Linked DNA regions of Mus musculus: region 2 is linked to region 1. Evidence: chromatin contacts called from public Hi-C data. All regions are on one chromosome and are shown on one strand. The core of a region is the stretch at or near the end of the contact, and the rest is flanking DNA. Distances in the headings are between cores, read along the strand shown. Region 1 holds the start of Mid1 (midline 1). Region 2 overlaps Mid1 (midline 1).

Region 1 (4,524 bases), core at 1,476-3,975:
AGTTGACATTACGTGAAGGAGCTTATCTTTGATAATATAAGTGAGCCCATACAGTCAATTAAAATCCTTAATACAAAGGTGAGGTTTCCCTGAAAAAGAAAAAAAAAAGATCCTTCTTCAATGTACTACAGGGTTAGCACCTGCCAATTGACCTATGGATATTAGGAGTGTGTGCCTCTGCAGTCATAAAAGACTGAAAAAATTCTCTATATCAGAAATCATATATATGCATTTTAGATTCTGTTTCTCTGAGTTCTGACTGACATAGTCATCAATGACCTCAGGATCTAGGGATGGCATTCAGTAAAAGCAAAACAACTTTTAAGTAATTTTCCTCTTACAAGTATGATATGAAATCATAGTAAAAATGTAGCCAAGTTACTTTTGGGGCGCAGAAGAAGATTGTACTTAAGTCAAGATGGGGCTTTAATTGCCAATGGACAGAAATGCTATGAGAATAGGTGTGGGAAAAACAAAAAAACCTTTTTAGGTGGTTGCAATATAGTGCACCTAAAGTTACAGAGCTCAGGAGACTGGGGCAACTTTGAGCCCAGATGTTTGAGACCAGATTACACAGCACAACAAATCCCTGTTTCAAGACACAGATCAAAAGAAATCAAACAAAATCCATCTTTAAATTCAAAAGATGAGTGTCTTAACAAAGTTTTTAAAGGAAAAGAATAAAGAATCAGCTACATTTAGTCAGTTAACACAGAAACTGTTAAGATATTTCTACCTCTTAAATGCATAGAATTATTAAGTTGTAAGCTATAATTAAACTTGAAGCCCAGGATTGCAGCATACATATGTAATTTTGCATTCAGGAGGCACACACACTAAACAAATGTTAAAAAAAATGAAGGGAAATAAGTTGAAGTATTTTAATGCTTAATTTCCAAGTGATGAAACATTAAGCTTAATTTATTTCAAATCCTGACGAGTGATTAGTTGGGTGTTTCTTACCTAAAAGTTTCTCCATACTTGGGCCTATTTTCTTTCTAGATCCAGATTGCTTCCTGTTTTCCCCCTATCTAAACATAGTCATCCAACATCAAGTGCATCCTGAGCTAAGATATATCTAGGGCAGTGGTAGATGCAGACTTTCCTCAAAGTGAATCAGAGCCCGTTGGCACTGGGATAAAGTATGGATTCCCAGCATCATTGGTATACCAACCCAATCAGTTTCTCTTAGACCAGGGGCATGAGCATTCTCACATGTTTAACTAGAATTGGTTTTAACAAACATTGGTTTTGATCCCTAGAAGACATCCAGTGATATCTTTATATTATATTAATCAGTTATGATCATCTAGTGGGCAAAGGTCCTGATGTTGCTAAATATTTGACAACACACTGAACAGCTAGGTCCATGGTGAGGAATTATTTGTCTGCAAATGCTAGTAATTTCAAAGTTTAGAAGCCTTCATCTACCCAACCTTGTTCAACCTAACCCATGACCCTAAGGATGCATGTGGCTAAGGATGACTGTGAATACTGTGCAACACAACATTATAAATGTATTTAAAACATTAGGACTCTCTCTCTCTCTCTCTCTCTCTCTCTCTCTCTCAGTGTGTGTGTTGTGTGTATCTGTGTGTTTTGTGTGTGTGTGTGTGTGTGTGTGTGATTTGTTTTAGTAAGGTATCACCATGTGAAAAGGCTAAACAAGCTTGGGTCTAGGCCATAGTGAATGACTCTGAAGAACAAATAAATGGATTGAGGGCAGCTGGTGTGATTAGGGGGACTCTAAAACTTCTCAGTGGGGAGCTGAGGCAGAGCTATGGACTCCCAGGTGCTGGTGCCCTGCTGCCAAAATCTCAGAGAACTCAGCCAAGCTCACACATATTGAACCACACCTCCAGCACTCCTGAAACCACTAAATCATTATTTTATCTGTTATTATTTACTAATACTGCAAAAACTTAATATATATATTGGATTATCCTCAAACTGTGAGCACTTGTTTGGGAATATATATATATTGTATATATATATTTTTTGTATATATATATAAATTAGTGAGCTTACCAGTTTAGCACTGATAAACTCAAACACTCAAAGAGGTACATACACTTATGTAAAAAGAAGTTTCATTAACTAAATTTCTGTATTCATTGTTCTAATTAGGAGATGTTTTATCTGAAATTGTGCTTTCAGTCACCATCGATGAAGATTCTTCCTCAAGTCCTGTATTTCAAAATGTTTGTGTGCTCAGTCCCATTAACATTTGCTTCTTTAGGTTGGATATAGAGTTTATGTGAAGACGAGGTGGGTAACTGTCTTGGTTGCTTATTTCAGTTAGAGTGATACTTACAGCAGTGTGGTTTTTCCCTTCACTGTTTTTACAAAACTAGGTATCTAGAACAAGATACACTTTAAAAAATATCTTTGGGTCCTGAGGGTTGAGGTTTTCTCGCTGAAATCATTCTTCACCTTTAAAATGCTTTAATGCTTTTAAGGGGCTCTTAAAGTGCAAGGGTTTAAGGCCCGGAGCTAGTTAAGCTTTGAGCAGATGCAGTCTGTTAGACAAGAATAGAACTCATCCTTTACTTTGGGGAGCTCTGACACAACATCCAGCTGCTTCCAGTCATTTGACTCCTGAAAGCTGCCCTAATCCTGGTAAAGGCAGCCTCTCCTGCACCCAGGTCCACCCACTGCTCCTGATTGGCGAGGCTCTCCGCGACCGGAGCCCGCCGCCTACGACGTCCCTGTGAACTGATTTGAAATAAGAGCCAGGCGGTCCTCGCTAGCCTGCGCCCGACTTTTCATAGGCTGGAAAAGGAAAGGTTGAGAAACTTGACATTGTCTTGGGTAGAGAGCGTCTAGAAGCAGATCAAAGAATAAAAAGGGAGGGGGACGAAAAACGTGCTCTTTGCTGCCTGTGGATTCGACCGAGTTGCTTTTGTCTTGTGGGCTTTTCTGCCGGCTTTGGTGTCTGCGCTTGGAAGCCTGCGGGTGCGCTTCCGAGCAGCTTGCTCCCTGCCGGATGGGTCATGGAATTCTAAACATGAGGCAGGTAAGCTTGGGGGTTGTGATTGTAGCTGTGCTGGCGCCAGCCACAGAAGGAGGGCTTTAGCTTGGGGCCCCTGCGACCTGTTACTCCCAGAGCGGGCGGAGTGATCAAACGCAGCGTTCCAGCAGATCCATTAGGTGGAAGGAGGGGACTGCCTTCTCTTCCTAAGGCTACCTTAGAAAGCACATCACCTGCCGGCACCCCACTGCCTCGTCCTTACTACCTACCCGCGCCAGCTTTTGCTTCTAAGAGTGGTTGCTGATGTCAGGCAGTCTTTGTAAAAGGTTCAGAGCGGTTTGTGGAATATGCAAATCAATTCCAGTTTGCGGGCCTCTGGAATGTATTGTGCTGGATTCATCTCAAGCTTTTAGCCTCTACCCTATTATGCTTCAGGTTAGAATAAAGACAACTGCACAGTCTGACAAAGAAGCACGCTGGGACTCTTATCTTATTTTGCTTTCACGTTTTGAGCACTTTACTGTGTGTCCGAGGCTGAGAAGGCGAAAGCAGTCTGGATGGAACAAGCTGCACTTCCAGCGGAGGCAGGCGCGGGGAGGGGGGAGGGGGGTGTTACAGACTTTTTTAAAAACCGTTCTAGCACTTTAGGAGTTGTATTTTGTGTTGCTGCTGGACGTAAGAACACAGTCCCGGAAGTACTGAAGGGAGACCGGTCTTGAGTGTGTCTCTGTGAAGAATTCCAAGCCAGCAGCTTCTTCCGTCGCTCTAGGGCATAGGGATACAATTCCTTATCAACTTAGGTAGAAGTTTATGAGGTTTATAGCTTTGCCGTTGAGGAAAAAGAGAAAAGGAAAGACTGGATTACAAAGCCTAGAAGAGGGTGTAATTTACAACTCTATCACAGTTGGAAAAAAAAATCTTACGTCAATGTTTTATTGCCGAGATCGATACTCACAAGGGAAAGACAAAAGTAAAAGCCTTTCAGTGACTGGGAAGGACAGAGACTCCCGGGGAGGAATGCTAGTTACTCTTGCCAGAGCGGAGTAACTCCGGGTGGGAAACTGAGCATCTGTTTTGTCACCGGAAAACCTCTTCTCTTTTTTCTTCCAGTTGAGTTGGGTGTGCCCCACCCCAAAGTGTTCACTTTAGGCGAAAGTAAACCTTCCCATGAGTGGTTGGGCCAAGGGGTTTACGACTTTCCGTTTCACTGCCGCAGAGGTAAAGCAGAGGCCCTGCATGAAAGGTCAGGAGCAAAGGCCCTCACATTTCTTATTCGCTAACTTGCTCTTCTGGACGAGCTTGGGAAATTGCAGGAGTACAGAAAAAAGCACATGAAAGACTGTGTGTGTGCTTTCAGCAAATTGCATCTGCCTAGCTGGAGAGTGGTGCAGAGGCTGGCTTTCTCGAAGTTTTGCGATCTTATAGAGCAGCCTCATTCTTTGAATTTCTAGCAAGCACATGAGATAGACAAAAGGGGCAAGGAGGCTTGCTGGATAGGAGCAAGAAAGAGAATAGGTACACAATACTATTTTTCACAAAGGTCCTAAGCCGGA
Region 2 (4,524 bases), core at 1,491-3,990, 58 kb after region 1:
GATGCAGTTCAGGGCATGGCACCTACTGCAGTGACATTTTAAACTGCCCTGGAGCTCACATTATTCTATCACATTATGTATCTGTGATAGTTTAGACTGAAATTGGTGCACAGAGTTGTTCCCAATCACCTGTACATCTGTCTCTACAGATTGCAGTTCCCCAGTGCCCAGCTTGTTCTTTCTCTTCCAGCCTAACAGGGCCAACAAAGGCAGCATTATTTTTAAATGGTCTAGTCATTTTTGAGGTTTTGAGAAATATATGCAGCAATTTTACAGTGATTTTAAATACACACCTGCCCTGGCTGCAAGCCACTATCCTACAGGAGGAGGATGCTTTCCCACAGGCTCTGCAAATTACTGCAGAGATATGGCTTTGGAAGAATGCCTCTAGAGCCATCAAGGAAGCTGTCTTAAAGAGTTTCCCTTGCCAACATTTTCATAGACTGATTATACTGAATAGACAGCCAGACCTCATGCTCAGAGCTGGAATTGCGTATATGTTCCCAGGCTACCTGAGGATGCTTCAGCACAAAGACAATAATGCTAGCTTACAATTACGAGGTTTTGCCCTGAAAGTCTCAGAAAACAAACAAAAAATTCAGATTCACTTTATGATCAGGATTTTGAGCACAGTACCCAAGTCTTTTGCGTAGCCATTGGGCATGTGTTATTTTTAAACTGGGGGAAACACATTTTTGTTTATTTGCATCTCATAAGAAAGGAAAGTGTAAAGTACCAAGGATGAGAATCACATGCAGTAAACATTTGTTGAGCATCAGGTCCTATTTTATCTGTACCTTTATGGGTATAGTCAAGGCTTCATATGAACACTCCAATCATGGGTTTATTGACTGTATCATAATTACTCAGTGACTGTAGGTTGAGTTGTGTTTCTGGTCCCTAATATGGGATACTTTGAATAACCATTGCTTAATTCTAAAGGCTAGCAGTAATTTGATTTGCCCTTCACACTATACCAAGCTAAGTGGCAAAACTGACTTTTTAGAAGCAGTGAGTGGTAAGAGGAATTAGATGGCTTAAGAAACAAGACTATTTTTAAGGGTACAGGCAGATGTTGTTTATTCATGTCCTTGTTTGAGTTTTTGAATCATCAAAGAAAGAGAAGCTGGTATTTGACGTGATTCCATGGTTTTATACCCTAGATAAATTAAAAAAGAGATTAATAACAAGATAAACAGGGAGCTTAGACCAGTTCTAACTCAGTAGGTTCTGTCACTTTAGCTGTTTTCTTGTTTTTATTGGGTATTTTCTTAATTTACATTTCAAATGTTATCCCCTTTCCAGGTTTCCCTCTTGGAAACACCCTATCCCATCCCCTCCCCATGCTTCTATGAATGATGGTGCTCCCCAAACCACCCACCCACTTCTGCCACCCTGCTTGCATTCCCCTGCACGGGGGGGGGGGGGGGGCGGGGGGGGGGAAGGGGACATTGAGCCTTCACAGGAACAAGGGCCTCTCTTCCCATTGATGCTCAAAAATGCCATCCTCTGATACATATGCGGCTGGAGTCTCCATGTGCACTCTTTGTTTGGTGGTTTAATCCCTGGGAGCTCTGGGGGGAGGGGTCTGGTTGGTTGTTATTCTTGTTCTTACAGTGGGAAAACAGAAGACTCTCATTGCTGGTCACCTAGGGGAAGACAGTCCTGGAGTGAAAGACCTCAAAAAAGGAGGCTTCTGTGCACCACCCATGACCCTGGATGGGCTTTTTGTAACAGTCATGCAGAATGCAGAGAGCAGCAGTAGTATCATCTGCCACCACCCTTACATCTCTTTGCTTTTTGTTGGCAATATAAAGAAAACATTGGGTTTTACCCACATTGTTATTAGACCAACCACTCTGTGCCTTTACAAATGCTCTTTTCCTTATCTGCTTTGTCAAATTATATCTTTTTTAACTAATGAAAATAAACCCTTCTCATTCACCCAAGGATTCTTATGTAGCTGCTATGAGATAAGAATGGGTAAATTCTGGGAATGCAGAAATTAATAACATAGATATACCTCTGCTTCCAGGGTCTAGAACTAAAGATCACATGGCAAAAGAGTACATAAAAGAACTATGGAAAAAATTCCAAGAAGGTCAATCTGATAAATAGTTGTCAGTGTGAGTAATTCTTGAAGATTGCTGACTTCGGTGTTGATATATATATAAATTGCCTAATTCTAGAAGCTGAAGTGAAATTGTGTTTCTGTAGAAATACTCAAAAGAGGGCATTGACATTCCTTTCTTTGGAATTGCAGGTTAGGACCCAGTATGAGTGCTCTTAGCCATGCCAAAATCCAGACTAGATGCCTTTTTATTAAAGGTCTGCTATTCACTGGCTGAACACTCAGTCTCCTCACATGCTTTCCTTAGAGGCCTGGTATCCTTCCTGACGAGGGGAATAGGTCAGATAAATAGCCGGGCTCTGAAGCAGTTGCTGTAATTCCTACTTTAAGATGACTACCTCTAGGAAGAGAGACATGAGAGACGAACTCACGGAAGTGCTATTGTGTTAATATGGCCAGCTGTGTGTGTGTTATGGGGTGTGCTTTTTCTGTTATGGGATTTTTATAAACTTGTGCTTTAGAACAAATATCCTGACCCAGTAGAGAGTTCATATTTCCGTCTCCTTTAACATACAAAGCTTAGTTGCTTTCTGTTGGTGTCAATTTCCAAGCTAAGAGTGAAAGGGGCAGGCGTTCATTTCAGGCTGAGCATGGTCAGTTACTTCTGGAAGCTCCATGAGTCATAGGCAAGAAGAGGTTAAAGGGAAGTGTTCTTGTTCCAGAGTGTTCAAACCGACCTGTACAGGGCCTCAACAAACAAAGGTCTCACTGACTTGCTCATTGATCAGCTCCTTAAGTGAAGTAGTGGCTGTAGTTGTTTTCTTCTGAGGATTCATCAAGACCTCTAGAAAAAGGCTTAAAGGCCTGGGCAGGATGATAATAGAAAGAAGCTGAGCTGTCTCTCAGGAAACTGCTTTAAGTCTGTTTGTGATAAGCCTCAAGAATGTTTGTCGGTTTGACACCAAGAACACACAATTGCCCGGCATTTGCAGTAAGAAGAAGAATTTGTAATTCTTCAGACTGACAGCTTGAAAAGCACATTCAACTAGTATTTATTTGATCCTTGGAAGGAAAGTATATTATTTGGCTGTTAGTGATCATGGGAGTGTGAAATGAGGGAATATAGGTCCAAGTGCCTTGCTCAACATCTAGTATCTTAGTGTATTGGAACAGCTTAGCATATTGGAACAATTTTAATGTAAAGCACAAGGCCATGGCAAATTTACCGAGCATATTAATGAGGACTTAGGGCATAGCTAAGTGGCAGCACACCTATCTGGATTCAGTCTCAATTCCAGGCATGCACATAATACACACACACACACACACACACACACACACACACACACACACACACATACACACACACACACACACACACGGGCTCACAGGGTGGGAAGAATGACTATCTACAGCCAGAGAACTTGAAGCTTAAGGATACAGGCCTTGAAGTCTAATCTTTGCCTTGACTAATCACTAGCACTATTAAAGCAGAAAGAGCCATGACCCAAATTTGGCACATTATAAAACTTAGCAAAGAGGAAAGAAAGAGAGACAGAGTATTTTTGCTCCTCTTTTATCACCAATGGTCCATAAAAAGAGCAAAGAATCCCCTTTTCTGTGGTGAATATTAATGAAGACGGTCTATATTCTATAGTAATATAAAGAAATAAAAATACGGGTCCAAACATGTAACTCTCTATGGAATCATTTTATATGCATAGAGAAATATGGAATACTCAGCAGATCTTTCATACCTAAATATTATATCAATGAATGGATCTAATGAGCCCTAAATTCATTTTATCATTTGCGATATGATTATTTGCCTTCCCTATGAATGTGAATTTAGAGGCTGGGAGATATCTCACTTAATACAGAGTTTGCAATGCAAACATGAGTTTGACCCTACAACATATGTTTGCAGGAAAAAAAGCCAGGTTTGATGGCATACTCTAGTAACTCCAGTGCACAGATACACACAGGAAGCCATGGAGGAGATCTTGTTCCAATGCATATTATGGTTTGTCAGCTTTGAAGCAAAAGGAATTCTGATTTTAAACATATACCTTGATCTTCCCATTTTAGAGTTCTGTAGATTTAAGGACTAAAAAAACCTGATCCTCTCTAAGCCTACTTTTCTCATCTGTAAAGCATAGGAAATAATTGAAAATTCTACCCTCAAATGCTTGACCCAGGGAATTATTGAACAAAAGATACATACATACATCACCTTTCAGTTCTGATTGGTGTTTTCTGAATGCTTGTATCTTTCCTTGCTTACTGCAGATTTTAAGCTTTTTTTCTATAATTCTACAGACAAAAAAATTGATTATTAAAAAGCTGGACCATATATTTTATGAAAATAAAAGTGAGTAATTTCTATACAAATTCTTCTGCCTTTTCCTGTAGTAACTCTTGATTATTGTTAAAAGAGCAAAGCAAGGTTCACG

Evidence for each region. Hi-C and Micro-C count contacts between places; a contact is called where the count stands out from the background.
Region 2: a contact with region 1 is called in a Hi-C map of pancreatic cancer cells, with 1.7 times the contacts expected there. The contact joins the enhancer-like site here to the promoter of Mid1 in region 1. A contact is called at or near these places in 1 of 15 datasets of contacts at CTCF or cohesin (the NIH/3T3 cell line), 23 of 484 Hi-C or Micro-C datasets (the AML12 cell line, the HL-1 cell line, brain and 12 more), 6 of 115 datasets of contacts at active chromatin or transcription factors (embryonic brain, embryonic fibroblasts, embryonic stem cells and 1 more) and 4 of 9 other capture datasets (adipose tissue, liver, macrophages and 1 more).

Annotation. Positions count from the first base shown.
Region 1 is chrX:169,876,894-169,881,417 of GRCm38.p6, forward strand. Mid1 (midline 1) reads left to right here and starts at 2,726. Exons shown (of 10, transcript NM_001290505.1): 1 at 2,726-3,016.
Region 2 is chrX:169,934,556-169,939,079 of GRCm38.p6, forward strand. The region is part of intron 2 of Mid1 (midline 1); the gene reads left to right. Among named protein-coding and RNA genes, the nearest start is that of G530011O06Rik, 42 kb to the right of the region's middle. Within about 2 kb of position 2,741, at least 18 of the 459 cell types and tissues checked have an H3K27ac peak or open chromatin away from gene starts, as enhancers often do. A contact at or near this core is called in the NIH/3T3 cell line, pancreatic cancer cells and uterus, where this site is marked.